Linked DNA regions of Gasterosteus aculeatus: region 1 is linked to region 2. Evidence: chromatin contacts called from public Hi-C data. All regions are on one chromosome and are shown on one strand. The core of a region is the stretch at or near the end of the contact, and the rest is flanking DNA. Distances in the headings are between cores, read along the strand shown.

Region 1 (3,980 bases), core at 177-2,676, 51 kb after region 2:
AGATGCAATGGAAATGTGTCACTGGCGCGGCTGAAGCTTTTTTTCTATTTCACTGTGCAAACATGTTTTCAACAGATTTGGTTTCCACTCGCATTGAATCATCTGCTCCCACTCACCGCGCCCCTCCCTTTTCTCTCTGCAATGTCATCTCCCCCCTCTCTCCCTTCATGTCCCTCACAGTGTCAGCTGCACTCGTCCAGCCCTCCAGCTCTTTGCCTTTCTCCACCAGCGCCTTGAGCTTTGCCGGCATTATTAGTATTCAAGGGTGCTTTGCAGCAATACGAAACACACACACCCGCACAGTTATGTGGTCTGTATGTGTTGCAGGAAAAGCAGGCAAACTGCAGAATTAACTCTTATTATTTAAACTGCTGACGTCATTCTCCTCCTCCTCCTGAGAGTTTAGTTTGCTCGATCGCCCTGAATAATCAGCGGCAGACTTTCTCCCTCTTCACCTGTATTCAGATCAATTAAACGGCCGCTAGACATACATGCACTTACCTCCCTCCCTGACTGATGGCTCTTGCGCACGGAGGCAGTAATGTGAGTAATCGCAGGGACAGCATGTAATCTTAAGTGACAGCTTAATGACTTGGTCCTGCTGGGCTCTGGCAATCGGTGCTGCAGCACCTCTCGCTGGCGGAGCACCTCTCGGGTTCTATATATGGAAATATCATTGACAGAAAGGCGTGCAGACTGTGGTAACTTGCTGCAGATGAACTGCGCAGCGGAGACAGTAGAATGGCTTTCTCGGCTCTATAAGGCGCCTTTATATCTCTGGAACGCAGCAGCCAACATTTTTTTTCAAATGCTTTTCTGTGGCAGCTCAGTAGTGATGAAGGAGGTTAATTTCCTAATTGAAATGCGAAATGAGAGCTTTCCCAAATCAATGTGTAGAGATGAAAACACAGGAAATTCACTTATGGAGGAGTCATCTTGTGCAGAGGGACAACACCCCTCATGTGTTGGCCCTCTTGTCGTCGGTCCTCAGATAGATGTTGACAGAAAGTATCATTTTTCCATGCAATCAATTTGCTTACATCTTGGAAAATTGGCACCAACAATTCAGTTTGTAATATGCTCATGGGTGTACAGAAACCTGCCACCTGATTACTTTGATTATCTGGAATGTTAATGCGTGATGGAGATCGTCTAAATGTGCAACTCACACTGAATCTAAAGATACATGTCCGTGCATTTAGATGCGACTGAGCTGTGACTCAGAGAAGGAGGCACAAATTGCAGCAATCAAGCTCTAAGGGTTTTAAAGCACCATAATTGCCACCATGAGCTGTGTGCCATCGTTGTGTACCGCCGCTGCCGTCGGTCTTGTTAGTGAGCGAGTCGAACTGGAATAACTAACCTCCTGTTGTTTTCCCCGGCGTGCACCTGTCCGCCTCTCACAGGCTATTTTCCTCGTATCCCTCGCTTGTCCAAAATTAGAACGCATCCCTGAGAAACCACCCCCTCTGCAGGCCCACGCCTCCCCCCCCACCCCAACCATTAGAAAATCCACCTTTTTTTTTTATCCGAATGGTGGCTCATTTCCAAACGCACACGCCTGTTAGGCCTCTCCCTGCTGGTGTTTTAGTATCCATAACGCAGCCTTGCAGACGGATAGCAAACATGTGGTACTTTTGTGTACGTGTGCCAGGTCAAGGCCTGTGTGAAATGTGCTTTCATTTGATATGTCAAATATTTCCTACGCGTTGGTTTCATCTCACCAGACATTTTGTTACCTTTTTAGTTTCTCGTAAGATACGATAAATCAAAGGCAAACTGACGTCTCACTGACGTCGCTGCCAAGTAACTCGGCTTCCGAAGTTGTTTCCCCCCCCATGTTCCTATCTACCCGCCTCCCTTCTTCCACTCCCTCCTGTCTTTTGTTTATTCAGGTGTGCGCACTGAGGGACTCTGGAAAAGCGCGTGTGGAACCGTCCTCTTTGCTCCTCGCTTCGTCTTCTTCGGGTTTGACGAACGTGACGTGAATCTGAAATGTGAAGTTCAGGCGAGAGAGAGAGAGAGAGAGAGAGAGAGATGCAATACGGCACAAGAGCAGGAGCACATTTCTGGAGGGTTGTTATCGTTGGGGGGGTGGGGAGGGAGGGGGTTGCTGGTCGACCCTATTGAGAGTACAAGCTGCTCGGCGGAGCACAGCAGCAGCAGCGGCGGCGGCGATGAACAGCTGAGAGAGCAGGAATGTGGTCGTCTCATTATGTGCACAGGCTACTGGCACAGCCTGGTAATTGGCTCCCAGGCCGTGCATCTGTCCCACGAGGTTTCACCTCCTCGTCGTCGAGCAACGGGAGCGCTTGTGTGTAACAGCACGCAGAGGAGTTGTTAACGGGGGGGGGGGTGAGGGGGGAGCTTACGGTTTTTGCATTTTGTCGTCTCCTCACGGGTGATTCACGCTGTTGTGTAGGAGGGTTTTTTTTACGGTTTCAGGGGCCTCGCTGATGGATAGTGTGTGTCTGGAGATTGGGCCGGACCACTTGTTTTGGTTGTGATCTTTCCAGCTCCTCCCGTGTTTTTCGGCTTGCTTGCGTGCTCTATTTGAAAAGGAGTTTGTGTTTGGTTTGTGTTCACAATCTCTTAGATAATTGCCGGCCGCAGGAAGGTGGTCTGATAACTGTTTATGTGAATATTTAGTGACGACCTTAAAAGGAGCAAACTCCTCTTCTTTGTCTCGGAGGAGAGGTGAACCACGTATGCTGGCTGCAAAGCTATAATTATAATAATTAATAATTATAATTGAACTAGCTATTCTTTTTACTTTCTCCTCCTTCAAAGGGCAGCATCTATTTTGTGCTAAAGCTTCTTTATCAAGCTTTTTTTGTTACCTGCATGTTGTTGCATTGTCAAAATGTCCTTCATAGTTTTTATTTAAAGGCACCACATATATGCTGCACAAAGGAGAAGGATTTTAAATCTTTGATTTGCATCCAGACCGTAAAATGGTGCTTGATGATTGTTTGTCCAGTTAATTTCCGTAAATAATATTATAACTGTCACAGGAACAACTTTCAGCCTCCTTTACCACAACAGCATCCTAAAGCAAAGAGTCTGCAGGTATTTTCTAACGGCTAATAAATTGCACCATGTGTTAAGACCCCCCATCCATAATATATTTTGCTTATTATTACGTATCTTTGTTAGAGCTTCACTGTGCATAATGAGTGAAACACGAGTGTGTGTGACACATGAAGCCATCCGTGCACACACTGAGAGAGGAAGTACGAGACAATTACCATGTTGGAAAACTATTTGCATTTTAATTGAGACTACTGTTTTTATATTGTGTTTCATTTGTTGGGCATTAATAAATAACCTAAACATGTCTGGAGGGGATCTTGCTGTGTTCCTGTCTCAATTCCTTCACCCAGTAAATGACATGTTCTTTTCAGGGATGTTAACCATGGTGTTAATAAATGATGGTTTAATGAGACATAACATCTTCTTTAACGTAGCATGAAACACTTTGTCTGCAGGGGGATAAAGGCGGCGAACGTGTGCTTCAGAAAAAATGGACGACCTTCCTTAAGGCCCAGCTCCTGTGCTCCCTCCCTGATGACGGCTTCCCCTTCAACATTATCCAGGACATGTTTGTCCTGAAGCCCACGGGAGACAGCTGGGAAAGCACCGTCTTCTACGGCGTCTTCACCTCGCAGTGGTAAGAGACGACGAATGGGATTCATGCCGCTGTTCCATGTTGCGAGTGTGCCCGTTTTCAACACACAGACCAACACTGCTCTCACGCACCATCTTGAGACGCTTTCTATTTCATGTCTGCAGTCAAACTTGGCGAGTTGAATTCAGAGCAGCCGTAATGAGCTTGAAACGGTAACACAAGCTCATGCAACCCCAATGTCTATTTAACGCTTCCACAAAATACGGTTTTAATATGGCGATCATCTAAGCGCCCACTCAACAACTGTTCTGCGGTTAGAAGTTGCGGCTCCCGCTTCATGAATAAAGTGACG
Region 2 (4,257 bases), core at 1,471-3,970:
AATTTCCGGCGTCCGTTGAAACGATTGGCCGCTGGGTTTGTTTAAATGCATGTTGGTGATGTCCCGACGTGCTTTGTTTTTTGGCTCGCCCTCTTTCAACTCGGCCAACCTGCCGCTGATGATGATGATCCACGCGCGAGTGGCTGGCCATCCCCTGGGCAGCGTACAGATTGTGTAGTAGCAGCTTGCAGCAGCAGTGTAATAACACATTATCGATTCAAACTTGGGGAAACTAATTTATCACCGCTCAACTCAAGCTGGCCGAGCAATAAAAAATAAATAAATAATTGTTTTGTTAAACTTGGAGGAATTCAGAATGAAAGAAAGAAAGAGCACAAGCCTGAATTGTTGAGGACTCGAATGTGCTTTTGATGAGCTCACTGGTATTAGTCACGTTTTGGCATCATCACCCCATAATGTCAAAAAATACCATTGTATCATCAATCAGACATTTAACAGTATAAACAAAATATGGTCCAAAAACCCCAACAGAACGCGATCCTCATCCACCGCTCGGCACAATACATGAACATAACGAGCTTCTGGGTGTGTAGAGAAATCATTAACACAAGGTTAACACAGAAGACAACAAATACAGCCGCCAGCTGAGAGGCAGCCAGTTTGCAAATTAATAAATGGCAAGATGCCTTTGAGCAAAAGCCGACTGTAGAGGTTATCTTCCGACAGTTGGAAGTCAGGGAGGCCCAGAGATGCACAACACGTCCATCACTGGAGCTACTCAACAATCCGGGGTAAAAGGCCCAGCAAGTGCCAATAAATGCCCTCTTTGGAAGACAGAGGTGGACTTTGAGAAATACCCGGCCGGCGTCACTTCAGATGCTCCTACGGCACAGAAAAGGGGGGTGGGGGGGGCTGAGGATGCTCAATCTAAGAGCCGCAGTGAAATATGATCTCCTGACAAAAGGTCACTGTAAGACTAGAGAATGGGTGAGTTGGACAGAAATGGTTGGCACCCGTCATTCCCTCGAACACAGAGTTGATTAAATCAGTTCAGTCAAGGTGTCCTTTCCGGTTGCAAGTCGGCTGCTCAAAGTGACAGCAGAAATGGGTCAACTTTTCAAACTGCAATCAGTGAGAATAAGCGGGGGTGGGTGGGGGAGGGGGGGGATCGAGATCTGCACGGCGGCGATACTTCGGTCGAACCGTGCTGAGTCACTTGAATATTTCCATCGAAATGACCATCAATCAGGTGACCCGCAGACCGCAAGGGGAGGTTGTCTTTTTAATTACTGCCAGCCACTGAAGTGCACTGACACCTAACTACTGGACCACTTCTATACCCCCCCCCCCCTCCTCTCCTATATGCACTGTATGCAGCCACAGTATGCCTCCATCAGACTCTCTGTGGCAGGTATGCGAGGGGCCCATTCTGACCACAAAATGCCACGGAAGCGGTCCAACATAAGGAGCATGCACACGTGTATAATACACATGCACCTACAGCCGGTGGGCGATGGAGTGACCTCATTCGTGGCGTGGAGGATACCTGTGGCCCATCAATGATCCCTGACAGCCCAGTGAGGAGTCAGACGACCGGCGGTGGTGGTGGTGCACGGTCCCCGGGCTACAGGTTATCTACTGCAGTGCATCTCTCTGGTGCCCCCCCCCCCCCCACCCATCTGCACCGGGTTGTGAGACGACTCGTGCACGCTATCAACTCCCGAGCAGCTTCGCAACATGAACCATTATATCTTTAAAAAAAAAAGGAAAAGAAAAGAGCCCGACAACTTAAGAGCTAGAAACTTTAGTTGCCGACAGGCCTGCGGGAGGACACCTCGGCCTCCCCGGGTCCTCCGGCGCGGGGAGGCGGGCCGTGCTCGACGTGCAGGGCAGCCGCGACTAGTGATGTGCAGACCCGGGATAATGTGGCCTGGTGTTGCCCCCCCCTCCTTTACTCCCCTATGCGTCTCTTTACCCCCCCTTGTCCCCCCATATCGACGCCATCTGTTTGTGGCATGAGAGAATGTGGAAGTCACACAAAAAAAAAAGAAATGGAAAATACGACATTTCGACTGTAGTTGTTGACCCACATCGACCGGCGCGTTTTTAATTAAATACGGTAAAATAGAGGCACCCGCAGCGGAAGACGCCGGACGGAGCCGCCGCGGCTGTAAGATGTCCAGACGTTCCGCGCGTACATTTCCTGGCCTGGTCGGGGGGATTTGAATAAGTTGCGGTGGAAGACCTCCTCCTCCTCCGCCTCCTCCTTCTCCGCCTCGCCGGGCCGGACGACTCAACGCTCCGGCGGCGCCGACGTCTCCTCGACCGTCGGCAACAACAACATAAAAAAAAAAGAAAATGATAAAAAAGGAAAAAGAAATATTCAAAATCGCAAACTCACCTGATTCCAAAATCGGTTTATGGTGGCGGCGTGATTGTGGTTAATTTCTATATGTGGAAAAACAGTTGGTGGGTCCCCGTTGTGTGTGTGTGTGTGTGTGTGAGTGTGTGTGTGTGTGTGTGCGTGTAGCAGGAAGGAGGGAAGGGAAGGCGAGAGGAGCTGACGTGAATGAATAAACAACTGAGCTCCTCCTCGACGCCACAAGTAAAAGGCGAGATGTGGCTCACGGAGCGGAATCCGCCGCCGGCCGCTGCGCGTCCCGCTTCACGTCGTCTCCTCCACCGGCGATCACACTCGTCTTTCACCACACGAGCCCCGCAAACCTTTGACATTCATAATCACAGCCTGTCTTGTGCCGAGGAAACACGGACACTTTTGACATAATCACCACTAACGATTATGTTATTGTATTGTATTTTTATTTTTATTGTTTTGATATTAAATAACGCAAACACTAGAAGTCATTTTAATTGTAAAAACACAGTATTTCTTATGGCATTCACACAACCCACCAGGTGGCGCTATTTTAGCCAAGACTTCATTTGGTATGACGAGTAAAGGCCATTAAGACCCCATGCAGACACAAATACTTTGTTCAGTAAAGACTCGTCGGTTCTCAACAACAGATCAAACTTTTGGAAAAATCCGGATGTATGAAAAGTGTCACTGCTGGATTCAACTGGGAAGGCGTGTGTATGCATCATGTGTGTGTGTGTGTGTGTGTGTGTGTGTGTGTGTGTGTGTGTGTGATGTGGTACATGAGCGGCCTCCAAACCAGTATGTGGGGTGCCAGATGTTGTCTGCTGTCACACTGCTCTGACGTCATTGTAAAGGTGAAAACATCCAAACGAACACACAGCTTAGGAGTCGAGGGGCACGTTGATAAAGGAAGCTTTACCTTAAAATACAACGGAAAACAGTACAGAGAACCAGCTGTTATGATGTGACTGTGTGAACATCTTTCTTACCATTCAATTAATACCAGCAAACCCACAGCCGAAGAATTTACAATTAGCTACTGAACCTATTTCAGAGGAAAGCTCATTCATTTTGCTTATTTAGTACGATATGATGAGAAGCAGATCTCTAGAGGGATATTTGAGTTGTTGTCTCTTTGTTTTTTACATTAATTTACATTCATTCATTTGATTTGATGGGGAAGTGCATGGGGTGGAAAAAAAGGAATAATTTCACGCTCCCTCAATCAAAGGAAAATGCCGATAATAACATTTTGATTGATTAACTTCAGAAACTGTGTATTGTTTTAAAGCTGTGCCCCAATAACCCTAAAGAATAATTCACAAATCCAACACTAGAGAGCGCTAGCACTCCACTGAATTGCTGTGACTGAGCATATTAAAGAAATTTTGTCCAAATGATTAATCATGTCTCATGTGATTTCTTAATTCATTAATTGCTATTAATACGGAAATGACTGAATACATTTTCCTCTTATAAGCTGTCAGAGAAGATTAAGGCATGTCGGCCACATGTGATGCGCTAGTCCTTTAAAGGCATTTACAACATGGAAATGTTCAAGTTCATTTTCTGCTTGTGTTCAGAAAACGATGGAGGGTTCTTCTTGTTCTTCTTGTGAAGAATAGGAGTCAGTATTTGTGTCTCATAACTCTGCCTTCCAGTCCTTTTGTACTGTGCTATATCCGTCACGGACGGATATAGCACAGTAGCCTCCCTGTAGCCTCTGATTGTCTAGTGTTATTGACAGAAAATACTCATTTATATGAAGATGCTGTGGCGGCGACCTTTAGCATTCAGAGGCCCATCAATACACAAATGCACTGTGAATTTAAATGTTTATGGGTTGTTGATCTCAAACTGGGGTTAAGACTGTGTCTGCAAAGTGAGATGGGATGTTATTGATTGTTTTCATAGAA

What was found. A called contact is a pair of places that touch in the nucleus more often than the background predicts.
Region 1: a contact with region 2 is called in a Hi-C map of tail fin, with 4 times the contacts expected there. The contact joins the enhancer-like site here to the promoter of znf710b in region 2. A contact is called at or near these places in 2 of 6 Hi-C or Micro-C datasets (liver and tail fin).

Annotation. Positions count from the first base shown.
Region 1 is chr12:17,005,200-17,009,179 of fGasAcu3.hap1.1, forward strand. It overlaps sema4bb (sema domain, immunoglobulin domain (Ig), transmembrane domain (TM) and short cytoplasmic domain, (semaphorin) 4Bb), which reads left to right. Exons shown (of 15, transcript XM_040203234.2): 9 at 3,489-3,670. Among protein-coding and RNA genes, the nearest start is that of serf2b, 17 kb to the right of the region's middle. Within about 2 kb of position 1,427, at least 5 of the 9 cell types and tissues checked have open chromatin away from gene starts, as enhancers often do.
Region 2 is chr12:16,952,597-16,956,853 of fGasAcu3.hap1.1, forward strand. It overlaps znf710b (zinc finger protein 710b), which reads right to left and starts at 2,721. Exons shown (of 5, transcript XM_040202996.2): 1 at 2,363-2,721.